2 separate regions of the Mus musculus genome follow, and region 1 is linked to region 2. A link is a contact called in public HiChIP or PLAC-seq data. All regions are on one chromosome and are shown on one strand. Each heading gives the region's core, a stretch centred on a gene start, on an enhancer-like site or on the middle of the called end of the contact. The rest is flanking DNA. Distances are from core to core; before and after follow the strand shown.

Region 1 (6,286 bases), core at 2,252-4,751, 190 kb after region 2:
GGCCAGGGACTGGCTTCTGAGGGAAGGTGCTTCATGCTGGGGTTTGTGTTGAGACCAGGCATCTGTGATAATGGGGCATTCTGAGTTGGGGCTAAAGGGAGGCACTCTGGGATGTATACTATAGCAGTAAAAAGGGATTTGCATCTAACATATGCTGGGAGAAGACATATGTTCCTGAACAGCCTGTGATTCCAAGAAGAGATTTCAACCAGAACAAGCCATGGGCTCTGTTCCTATTCAGAGTATGGCTCACTTTGCACACAGTGGGGCATGTGTTTTGTCAACTAAGCGAGCATCCCAGTTTGATCAAGACTCAGTCATTCTAGGAAGTGTACGTTTGGTTAAAACTTTAAATGAAGGGCTGGAGAGATGGCTCAGTAGCTAAGATCATTGGCTGCTCTTTCAGAGGTCCTGAGTTCAATTCCCAGCAATCACATGGTGGCTCACAACCATCTATAATGGGGGTCTGGTGCCTTCTTCTGACATGCAGGTATATAGGCAGATAGAACACTCATATACATAAAATAAATAAACAAATATTTTTTAAAAAAAGTTTAAATGAGATAGTTTAAGAAAAATAAAAAAGGTGATGGTGGTGCACACCTTTAATTCCAGCACTTGGGAGGCAGAGGCAGGTCAGTCTCTGAGTTCGAGGCCAGCCTGGTCTACAGAGTGAGTTCCAGGACAGCCAGGGCTACACAGAGAAACTGTCTTGAAAAACAAATAAATGAGTAAATAAATATAAAAATAAAAAATAAAGAAAAAATGAATTCAGGCTGGGGATTTAGGTCAGTGGTAGAAACCTTGTCCAGCAGGCTCAAAGCCCTGGGTTTAATCTCCAGTACTGCAAAAATAAATTAGTAAGTAAATAAATATCAGTAATGGTGGTACATAAATGTAATCCTAGCACTCACGATGCAGAGGCAGGTGGATTTCTGTGAGTTCAAGGCCAGTTGGGGCTATACAGAGAGGCCCTGCCTTAAAAAAAAAAAAAGCAAATAAATAAAAATTATAAAAAGAAAAAAATTGGGCTGGAGATGTTGCTCAGTTGGCAGTATGATTGCCCAGTATGCACGAATGAAGCCCTGGGTTTGGTTCCCAATGAAACATAAATGGATGTCGGTGCCTGCCTGTGACCCCTGTTCTTGGGAAGTGGTAGAACCCTTGTCTATCTAAAAAGCTTAGTGTAGGCTTACTTACAATGCTAAAGATCCTGTCTCGGAAAACACAGTTAAACAAAAACCGAAGCCAGACCCTCATCCCTTTACAGAGCCTAGCCGTTTAAATCTTGCCATGTTGCTCACACTCCAGCTGGAGACCTACTCTGTGTATACAACTTTCATTTAGCTCAACAAGCACTTCTGGAGCCCCGGATTTTACTATGAAGACTCACTTGTCTCAGACACCCTAGTCCCTGGGCTACAATGATCAATTACGTGCTTTGTTTTCTGTATTGCTCAATTCTGAGTGAGCAGCAGTCTGCTTGTGAGGAGGCCAAGCGTTCCTTGGGGCAGAGACTGTATTGCAAACTTCAGGGTGATCAAGAAAGACTTGAGAGGAGGGACTGACTATACAGAAGCATTTGGGGACAACTGGAACAAGAACAGAAAGCCATGCATGGACTGCATATGTCCCTTTAATCATAAAGTGTACATTTCCAATCCATATCTTCATGTTAAGGGAAGGCTTTGTGTATTAAATAAAGTCACCGATGTGATGCCCTATAACACTTTATTCTTATCTGGAAACAGAACTTTTTCCTGAGGTTGAGAATTAAAAGGGAGAAGCAGTCTTGGGTGAACTACACCCTGGGCAGGCTGATCCTAGAGCAGGTAAGGCAGGCATTTGAAACTAGTTAATTCATCCATGTGGGGCTGTCTTGTGCACAGCAGGATATTGGTGGAATACTTAGCCTTCAGCAGCTTAAATGACAGTGAGAAATCACCCTCCCAACACCAGTAAAAATATATCTAGATATTTTAAGGACAAATTAATATTATTAGGGATAAAAAAAATCACCCCTAGTTGAGAATCATCTCCTGTAGGAATTTTGATTCCAGTTGGATAATTTTATTTCAACAAATAGTTGAGGGCAGAAAAAAGGACATACTATTTTTTTAAAATGTATTTATTGTGTATGTACAGGGCTGGAGTTGATTCCCTCCGCTATGTTGTGCATGTTGGGGCTCTAACTTGTGACATCAGACTTGGTCACAAGCAGTGTTACCCACGAGCCCTCTTGCCAGTTCCCAGGACATATTGTTTTTCATTTGCCGTGAGCTAGGCACTATCTCTAGTTACACTGCTTTGTTTTATAGATCAAGAAGCTGATGTGTTTAGGGCTGAACCTGCTAAAGATGCCAATGCTAACTCAGCTCTTAAAATGGGATGTGATTCCCAAGCTCTACTAACACTCCACGGCCTCCTAGAAACACAGGAAGTCCAAAATTGGAGGTGAACTGCAACTTCGAAGTATTTTAAAACTTTTTTTTTGAGAAGGGAGGGGCTATTACTCTTTTACTCATTAAATTTGATTGTAAACACACACACACACACACACTCACACACACTTAGACATTCGCACACACCCCTCTCCACTGTCCTTGGCCTTATCTAGAAAAAACACAGAACTACACAATGGAACCGCTTCGATTCTCCCTGTTACAAATTATCCAAAAGCCAGAGCCTAACGGTGCCAAAAAGCAACCGGTATTGTTTACACAAGGGCTGAAGGCTAATAGTTAACTTTCTCCTATTTAATTCCAGAAACAGTAAACATCGCCTCGCGCTACAACTACAAACGAATAAAAGTCATAAAACTGGAGAAGAACACTCTTGGTCCAAAGCGAAATGGAAAGGTTGGGTTTTCAAGCGCTTCCGCCCTCGCGCGCCGCCTCCCGCTACCCGGCCTCGGGTCCCTGTCGCCCTCGCCAAGCTCCTGTCCCTGGCGCCTAGAGCTTCTGGCTTCCTTTCCCGCCCTGGGGCGCGCTGGAAAAACAACAGCCAGAAACTTTGGTTGGGTTTGCAGTTCAGTTGGGGGGGGGGTCGGGGGGGGAGTCAAAAAAAAAAAAAAGGAGGCGCGGGGGTAGCAGATACGCTAGTTCGGTTCCGGGTGGTGCTGAACGCTCGGATTTCGGGGTGGGGGCTGGGGAAGTGGGTCACAACTCGGTCAGGTTCAAGTGCGCATGTGTGAGAGGAGTCGCTCCAGCACTTATTGAGCGCCCACTGTGTACCGCCAAGCAGGGTGTGTGGAGCGCGCGCGCGCACGTCCGGGGCTGGGGCTGGGGGCGCGCGAGTCGTGCGCGCGCGTGGCCGGGGGTGTGTCCCTGCGTCTGGCTGGCTCGCGGGCGGACTGGCTGCGAGCGGCTCGGCGCGCTCCCTTCCCGGGCGGGGGAATCCGGGCCGGGTTGTGGCCGCGGCCGCGTACGTGAGCGCAGTGTCCCGGAGAGGGAGGGCAGGCCGGCCAGGTGGGCGCGAAGGCGGCGGCGCGGGAGGCGGCGCAGTGCAGGGGCCGCGCCGGTGGCGGGCAGGGCCGCGGCCGCTGCAGGGAGCCGAGCTGTCTGGGTCAGTGGCCGGCCGAGGTGAGCTGCGCGCGGGACCTCGCATGGGTTGCAGCCCGGGTTTGGGGCCGACAGCCAGGGGTGGGTGGGAGACCCGGGAGGCTCGCGCGGCCCGGGCAGGACCGGGGCTGCTGCGGCGCTGGCGGGGTGACTGGGTGGGGGTGGCCGCTCTCCCTCTCACGCGTCGCCTTGTTTATGTCGCGGGTCCTACGGCCCGATCTCCCTCCCAACTTTGAGTGGTGGCCGGGAGTGGCCTCGCGGGGCCACACTGACCTGTTAACCTGCTCCCTTTCCGGCTGAGCCGTCAGCCCTGCGCTATGCGCGCCCCTGCCCTCTCCATAACCAGAGAGTGCCGTGCTGCGGGACTGGCCTCGCGACACACCCTCTCTCAACCCCCTTCTTGCGGCCCCTTTCGCCGCCCCCTTGGCTCTAAGCCTTCCGGGCTCACCCCGGGTCCCTCCCGGGCCGTGGCACTGTGGGCCTCTGGAGTGGCCCATGGGGGCCTGCAAAGGGAGTTTGTCATGGGCAAACAATTCCAAGGCTTCCTGCCTGGGAGTTAAGGCTCTGCACCTTCACTTTAGGGCCCTCTTGGAGATCTAAAGAGACCCACCTGCCAGCAATCTTGCAGGAGCCCTGTTTTCCATCCCTCCCTTTCCTGTGGTTCTGGAGGACTTCCACCAGGCATGGGTTCCCATGATGCCAGGCCATGGCACAGGGGCTATCTATAGTTCTTCACTGCTTTCTGCAAGATCCCTTAACAGAATGGTGTAAAGTGGAGCAGTTTGTTTCAAACTGAGCAATCAACAGGTATTGTAGCCTGAGGACATCCTTCTAAGGGGGGTTGTGTAAATAGAGGTTCTTGCTTTGGAAGGGTGAAACACAAGGAAATTGGTTAGCCCACAGGTACCTCTGAGAAGCCACTCTGCCCTCTTCCCACTGCCAAGCTTTCTGGATGATGTCTCTGAAAGCTATGAGAGAGAAATGATTTGAGAGCTCAAATGCAAATGAACGTGCAAGGGCTGCAAAGTTACTGTGCAGGCTCAGGCACAGGAGGCATGGGAGATAAAGGTGGGGAAGGGAATACGGAACTCAGTTTGAAATAATTTCCACCTGTGGATAATTCCCTGGCAAGACTCAGTCAGAAGGAGGAGTTCACAGGTGACAAGTTTACAAAAGGATGTCCAAGGGCTTGCTTGTCTTGGTGAGAAAGGCAATAGAAGACTCATAGATAACACCCGTCGGGGCTTGTAATCTCTTGGAGGACATAGAAAGACTTGAGCATGTGAAATATGACTCCAGATGGGGCACAGTTAGTTGTCACAATGCCAGGTGCAGAACTGGGTGCTGTTGGAGGTCACAGGGAGGGAGGGAGCTATGGACTGGAATTACCAGGCCTGGGCTATGTGTCCTTGAAAGATGGGATTTATGAAAATGGGATACAAAGTGGAGATGAATATGGGTTTCTCTAGAGTCCAGGAGATGGCCTTGGCCCTCCTGGAATGTTTCCTGAACAGTAAGAGATAGAGAGAGGAATAGTGGCTGAGATTGTGAAAGTCCTAGAAAGTCAGACTGAGAATTGGACTTTTATCCAGGGTGGACTGGGAAGACAGTAGACCAGGGGATGAGGTAACAAGGATATTGGTAAAGAGTTTTGAATCTGATGTTAGGAGACAGACCAGTGAAGTAGCCTGTTGCACTTTTGGAGTGCTGTGGGTTTGGACTTGGTTTTACTGGAAGACACTGCTGTTGAAGTAATCTGTTGACGGGGTGGGTGAAGGGAAGAAATGAATAGGAATTAATTCCTGGAGGAAGCTGATCACACACCAGGGCCTGGAGCTGCTGTAGTTGTTAACCGGACTCTAAAATGTGTGTTTTGCAGAGAAGATGATTGCCACTTGGGCCCTAGAGAGGTCTCTTTTGTTTTATCTGGAAGTAGGTATGTTGGTGTTAGTAACTGTGGCTCTGATAGGTTATGCCCTGGAGCAGAGTGTATGGAGACCCGTCAGGGAACCCAGGGAACAAGCTCGCAGTTGTTTTGGTTGTAGGAGCAGCAGAGAATCCATGCAGGACTGAGGGTCTGACCTGCAGGGCTTCTGTTTTGACCTTTTACTGGACACTGTCTGGATTTGGCCCTGGATGTGGAGGAGCAATGCCGGGGAGTGGGCTTCTAGGGAAATGAGGCCATTTATTGTAAGCAGGGGTGGGGGTGGAGGGAAGTGGGGTGGGCTTTGCTGGAGGAGAATGTTAGACTCTGCTGCGTGCTGAACTTTACTCTTTACCGAGATGTAAGTCTCCTGCACTGTTTGTGCAGAGAGGGATGAACAGCAAGACCAGTTAAAGGAAGACAGGAATTTAGGACCTTTTGTGTGGGTCTGGTTTATCCCAGTCCCATCCAGTAACCCTGTCTCAGGATTCTGGTGAGAAGGCATAGAAGGGAGCCGGCACTCTTTTGAATTTTTTTTCCTGTCCACTGGAGTCTGCTCTCTTTTGCAAGAGTGACTTAGGGTGATTTGCTGAACAAATCCCCCAAGTGTCAGCGTGCAACATCTGAATTTGAAGAATAAGGTTACAGAAGGTTGTGGCATGAGCTGGGATTTTCGTTTCAGCTGCTTACTTCTCTGAGATGCAGAATCAGTGAATTGAGGGGGAGAGGAGCTTGAGGGATGGGACTGGAGGCCGTAAGGGCCATGTTCTCTCCTCCTTTCTCCTGTTCTTTCCTTTGGTTC
Region 2 (6,078 bases), core at 1,096-3,595:
AAACGACTTCCATTTGGGCACAGTCACTTGCAAACTGTTTGGGGGTGGGAAGGCTGAAGTGCAGGTGTGAAGCTCATGCAGAGAGGGTGGGAACCTCCTGAGGGACAGGCATGGGGAAAGGGGCCTGGCCAGCTAGGGGCAGGTATATCACTGAGAGCAGATGTGTCTCTGGAAGATGCTGATGGAGCCTCAGAGGCTGATGTGTCCCCTCTCCCTCAAGCTAATGGTGTTTAACTATCTGCTCAATGTTTGGCAGGGAGGCCAGGCGTTACCTGGAGTGGAGGAAGGAGGGCTGCAAGGAGAAGAGGTGAGGACCCTGTGTTGCTTAGGAACCGCCTAGCCTTTCCAGTGGTCCAGAAGGACCTGGTTCTCCATCCATCAGTCCAAAGCCCACATTAGTCTGGCCCTTCCCCGTCACCTCTGAGCCAGGGCTTTAGCTCCCACTTCTGACCCTGATCCCAGCCATTCACCCTGCTCTTTGCAAGAGAAGTCTTGGGACGGAATGGCCTCTGCTTCATTATATTTCCAGCAAGGTTGCAGCATTCCTGAGAGATTGACCATGGCCAGGTCAGCCTTTTGATTTTGCTTTGCTCCAAGCTATAGCTGGGCCACTTAGAAAATCCACATTTTAAAACTCACTGGGCAATTTATAAAACTCACTCAATTCTCCATTTCTGGTGCTGCAAACTGAGGCCCATCCTATCCAGCACACAGGCTTGCCTTGATGCAAGGCCACACATGTATTAAGAGTACAGTAGGTGTTAGTTCCTTTCCATTGCCACCCACTGCATCCACCTCACGCCCCTCACAAGGATGGGTTGGAGACTTAACTTCTGCCAGACAGCTCAGGCTGCAACTAAGGCATTCATCCCCAGTGTGGGCAGGGTCATCTGGCTTCTCTCAGCTGGTGTCTCTGTAACCCTGCATCTTGTAGGTTGGTAACAGTACTTGCAGTTGTTCTGATGCAGGAACATTTGGATACACCCCAAATGTCACGGTTGTTTTTATCTTAAGAAGCACAGATGGCGCTAGGTGGTGGTAGCACACGCCTTTCGTCCCAGAACTTGGGAGGCAGAGGCAGGTGGGTCTCTGAGTTCAAGGCCAGCCGGGTGTACAGAGCTAGTTCTAGATAGCTAGAGCTATACTGAGGAACCTGTCTCAAAGAAAGACAGAAAGACAGATAGACAGACAGAAAAAGAAAGAAAGGAAAAAGGAAGGAAAGAAAGAAACATGGATGGGGGAAGTGGCATCTTCTGGCAGGGCTCAGCTAGTACTGGGTTTGAAAACCTTGGCTGCAGAATTTGTGACTTGGACAGAGATAGAAGTCACAGCAGATCTAGAAACTGATGCCTAATTCTCATTCCCTAGTATTAAAAGACATCTCTATCCATACTGTTCTAGATAGAATGAATTATATACTAGCCACAGATGAAGACCATCGCTTTGATGGTCTTACACTTTAAGTTCAGGTTTAAAAGCACTCCAGCCATGAAAGGAACACAAATGGATTCTACAATACCAGACCTTGCCTGTCAAGTCCCATGCCTAGAGAAGCTAATGTCCATTCATCATGCAATATTCTCCCTGAACAAGAAATTATAAACCCAGAAGAAGAAAGAGACATCACAAGATTCCCTAGAGGACAGTCCCTGGAGCCCCGCTCACCCACCCGGCAGGTGCCAGGTTCCTGTCTGCAAGAGAGAACTGCAAACTTCTGAGAATGTGGAGATGCAAGAGAAGTGATGCTGGACAAGAGACACAGTTGTCCAGAAAACATGGATGCCTTGTAAGAGTCTCACGAGCCTTCTCTGCCCCTTTCCTCACTTGTCTTAGTTACTGTTCTATGGCTGTGAAGAGACACCGTAACCAAAGCAACGTATAAAAGGAAGCAGTTACCTGGGGACTTGCTTACGGTTTCAGAGGTGAGTCGGTGGCCACCATGGCAACCAGCGTGGTAGGCAGGCAGGCAGGCATGGTGCTGGAGCAGTAGCTGACCAGCTCACATCTGACCAACAAGCAAGAGGGAGAGAGAGAGAGAGAGAGAGAGAGAGAGAGAGAGAGAGAGAGAGAGAGAGAGAGAGAGAGAGAGAGAACGGTGTGAGATTTTGAAATCCCAAAGCCCACCCCGGGGAAAACACCTCTAAGACCGCACCTCCTAATCCTCAAATATATAAGCTTATGGGGCCCATTCTCATTCAAGCCACCACAATGCTCCATGAGAGTCTTAATGGGCTCCTTCTCCTGAGGGTTTTCGCGGGTGATTGCAGTTGTTTTGCTCCAAGACAGCAACTCTTTTGTCCAACCCAGAAGAGCGTGCGAGGCTGCACTCTTCCAGGCTCAGCAATTCACCCTGGAAATGTTAGAGAGAAAAGGTTGTGTAGCGTTAAGTTCAAGCCGCTCTGAGTGTATCCCCAAGCTGTCTGCATTTTATAGTTGTATTGACACTGGGGCCTTTGATGCCACAAAGCCTTGTTCTTGGCAGCGCAGTTGAGAAGAGGAAGCAATATGTGAAATCTCCCCAGGGTGATAGAAGTGAGAGGCTGGCTTTTCCCCTTTTAATAACCTCGTGTGATTGGACTAAGGAGAGGTTGCTGAGTGAATTCAGGGAAGGATTTGAACTTTTTGAAGAGCTGCCAACACCCTAGCTCAGCATTGGAGGCAGATCTGGAAACAGTACAAGCAACATTGGTTTAGTTTTTTTTAAGGTGGACTGGGAGTGTAGCTCGGTGGTCCAGCTTGAACAAGGCTCTGTCTCTCTGTCTCTGTCTGTCTGTCTGTCTGTCTGTCTGTCTGTCTGTCTCTCTCTCTCTCTCTCTCTCTCTCTCACACACACACACACACACACGGCTTCTCTTTGGGTAAATTTGGCTGACTTTTAAAAGAAGCTACACAGGAAAGTAAAGCAGACACAGAAAACACAAATCCAAATAGGTCTGAGGACGGCCACAGTCACTGGGTGGGAGCGGTGGGCTGCTGCGAACAAAGCATGAGCAAGTTTGGGGAAACCGAGAAGGGATTTTGTTTTTGTATTTGGATCATAAGTATGTTTCATTTGACTTAAGAAAATTCCTATAACTGCCAAATATTTTTAAAAAGGAAGGTAGTAAAGGAATGTTTAAGAAAAAGTATAAATAATGCAGGAAACAGCGTCCCCCCTCCTTCCCTGAGAGGTCCCTTGAGTTGCTGACGAACAGTCCTTAGACTTTATTGTTTGTAATACTGCAGTGTTGGTAGTTTAGTTAGGGAAGGTTCAGGGCCACACACTGTTTCAGAGAATACATTCCGAACCCAGATTGCACAGAGTAAATAATGCTGGCTGTGTGATGGTTAGTCTTCACTGCGAACATGATATTCCTAGGTGTTTCCATGACGTCATTGCTTGCAAGGCTTCATCAAGCAGAAACCCGCACCCCGTAGGTGGGCTCTGCCATCCTGTGCATTGGAGTCTTAGACTGGATATAAAGTGAAAAGTGGGCTGAGCACCCATATTCATCTCTCTGCTTCCTGACTGTGGATGTGGTGTGAGCAGCCACTTCACACTCCCAATGCCTTGACTCTCCTGCCATGACGAACTATACCCTCAAGCAGAAAGCCAAAATAAACTTACTTTCCTAACTTCCTTCCTTCCTTCCTTCTGGTGCCTTTGCGGGTACTTTATTACACTAATAAGAAAGTAACTAAGTGAGAGTATATAACCTTGGAAAACATACCGACTCTCCTCTATTTTCCCATCTGTGAAATGGAGACCTTCTTCGTCAGACTTTTCGTTGCTGCGACCCACGCACGGGAGAACAACGGACCAATAGGAAGCATTTATCCTGGCCCGCATGTACTTGACAGTTGTATTTGGGCCGGCTGTGAGGTCAGAGCTTCACAGCAGGGAACGTGTGCCCGGCAAAAATTGGGTACTTAAGGAAGGAGAGAGATGGGAGAGGGAGAGGGAGGAGAGGAAGGGGAGAGAGGGAGAGAGGGAGGGAGGGAGGGAGGGAGGGAGGGAGGGAGGGAGGGAGGGAGGGAGGGAGGGAGAGAGAGAAAGAGAGAGGGAGAGAGAGAGAGAGAGAGAGAGAGAGAGAGAGAGAGAGAATTGGCTTTACGGTTGCAGGAGTTCCTCCCTGTTACCCTTTATTCCATGTAGGTCCTCAGCCTATTGATGGTGTGACCCCCATTCAGAGCAAGCGCCTCCTAAGTTAATCTTCCCGGGAAGACCCTCACAGACCCTCCAAAGTATGCTTGCTAATCTGCTAGGTTCCTCTCAGTCCTATCAAGATGGACCATCCCAGAGCTAATAATCATAGCCTCATGAGGATCACGTGAGCATCTGAGATACTACTTAGAAGACGACATTAACGCCGGAAACTTCTGCATGTATTAACTTCAACAGTGAAATATAAGTTTAATGCACTTGACATTAAAAATCATAAACACTTAAAACCATCGAGGTGCTGAGAAGGCCTTTTCTAATTCTGTGGGGATGGTGGGAAAATGGGAAATCCCCTCTGAACATCTTCTGGATCCACTTTAAAGCTGATGGCTTTGCTTGAACCTTCTTTGTGCTTCCTTGCCTAGGCAGTGTGGTTGTTAGTATCAGGAATTGCAGGTCGCTTCCGAATCCAGCAATGATGGTGATGTCACCCATAGGCAACAGGGACCCACACATCTGTTGTCATGGCAATCACCATACATTCCCAGCGTCCATCTGGTTTAACTCCCACATTTACCTGTGAACAACCCCCCCCCCCCACACACACACACAATAAACCTCTCTCACATGGAACTGCATTGCCCTGGTGTGGTCTGTCCGGACACAAAGCCGCAATTCTATCACAACAGTGACGTTGCTGACATCTGTGCTAGGCAAGTGGTCTACACTGGGCTGCATCCCCGACATCTTCTCCACTGTTGTCATGGTGGAGAGTCCAACAGTCACAGCCAGTCGCAGCACTGCCAACCCTCCTCCAAGACATCCTTATCAGTACTCATCCTCTCTCTTGTCAAGCATCTCAGAATTGTGAGACGAGACTCCCTGCACCCTTTGTCCATTTGAAATTTAAAGTGGTGTCCAGCCCTCTAAGAACAATTTAACAGATTTTCTAAATACCACAATAGTAGCATTATGCCAGTACATGCCAAGAGGCTTGACACCGAAAGGTAACTCAGCACACTGGAATATTAATACCACAAAACACCAGAGAAGGTAGGGGTTGAAATCCGTGCTCCAGAGCACCAAAGGTCAGCTTGTGCAGTTGCTGGGGCGAATCATGAAGAGCTTCGTATTGCTCACAGGACCCCCGTGAGTCCTTCCTTGTTGTCTAAGCAGCCACCTTAAGAACACATGGTGCCTGGTGAAGGGTGATCTTCGGGCCACGGGCAGCAGCAGACTCGTGCACATTTAGAAACCCAGTTCTCACTTCAGAGTACCTGAACCAAGAGTCTCCAACATGCTTTTCTCTAACGCCTCCACTCCAGGAGAATTTTAGGCAGGTAAAATGGGAAACCCTGTTTTAGTGAAAGGAATGAAGGAATGTTTCTCTGAGACTCAAGACAGGTGTTTCTCTAGTTCTATTTTCTTTTGACCTACAAGGCCCAGCAACCTGCTGAATCTGTTCCCTGGACTCCCAATCCTTGCCTTTCTCCCGCATCCGACCAGCATGCAATATAAAGATGTGACACAAGGGGGCGCTGATGCTCCAGATGCTTAACTAGACCAGCCTTTGGGCCATTACCACTTACGGCAGGAGAGGGAACAAGTACATTTGTCAGAGACAAGAAGTATGGCTCCCCATCACGAGAATTCTTTAGGGATAGCACACAATGCAATAACAGTCTCATCGTTTAGCTATGAGTATTTGTGTGTGTGTGTGCGCGCGCGCGCGCAAATTTCCTCATATCACGAATCCAACTAACCCGCCTTGAAAATTAGAAGTGTTATTTACTGAATCCGCATCAACATGTAACGGTTATTAATATTCGGTTTCACATTGTGACTAATTGGCCACAGAGAAGAGTGGGTAGAGCATGGGGCAGAAAGCCAAAGACGGGAGTTTTGAGAAGCAAAGGTGTGGAAGAACAGAAAGGGAG

What was found. HiChIP or PLAC-seq counts read pairs in DNA pulled down with a chosen protein or histone mark.
Region 1: a contact with region 2 is called in an H3K27ac HiChIP or PLAC-seq map of stem cell-derived neural progenitor cells, with 7 times the contacts expected there. The contact joins the promoter of Zfp395 here to the enhancer-like site in region 2. A contact is called at or near these places in 4 of 39 promoter capture datasets (the 3T3-L1 cell line, 3T3-L1-derived adipocytes, hematopoietic stem and progenitor cells and 1 more), 1 of 484 Hi-C or Micro-C datasets (embryonic stem cells), 9 of 115 datasets of contacts at active chromatin or transcription factors (the 230-238 cell line, astrocytes, embryonic forebrain and 6 more) and 2 of 9 other capture datasets (adipose tissue and liver).

Annotation. Positions count from the first base shown.
Region 1 is chr14:65,355,175-65,361,460 of GRCm38.p6, forward strand. Zfp395 (zinc finger protein 395) reads left to right here and starts at 3,502. Exons shown (of 10, transcript NM_199029.2): 1 at 3,502-3,581.
Region 2 is chr14:65,164,501-65,170,578 of GRCm38.p6, forward strand. No RefSeq gene overlaps it. Among named protein-coding and RNA genes, the nearest start is that of Gm41177, 4.8 kb to the right of the region's middle. Within about 2 kb of position 2,346, at least 18 of the 459 cell types and tissues checked have an H3K27ac peak or open chromatin away from gene starts, as enhancers often do. A contact at or near this core is called in stem cell-derived neural progenitor cells, where this site is marked.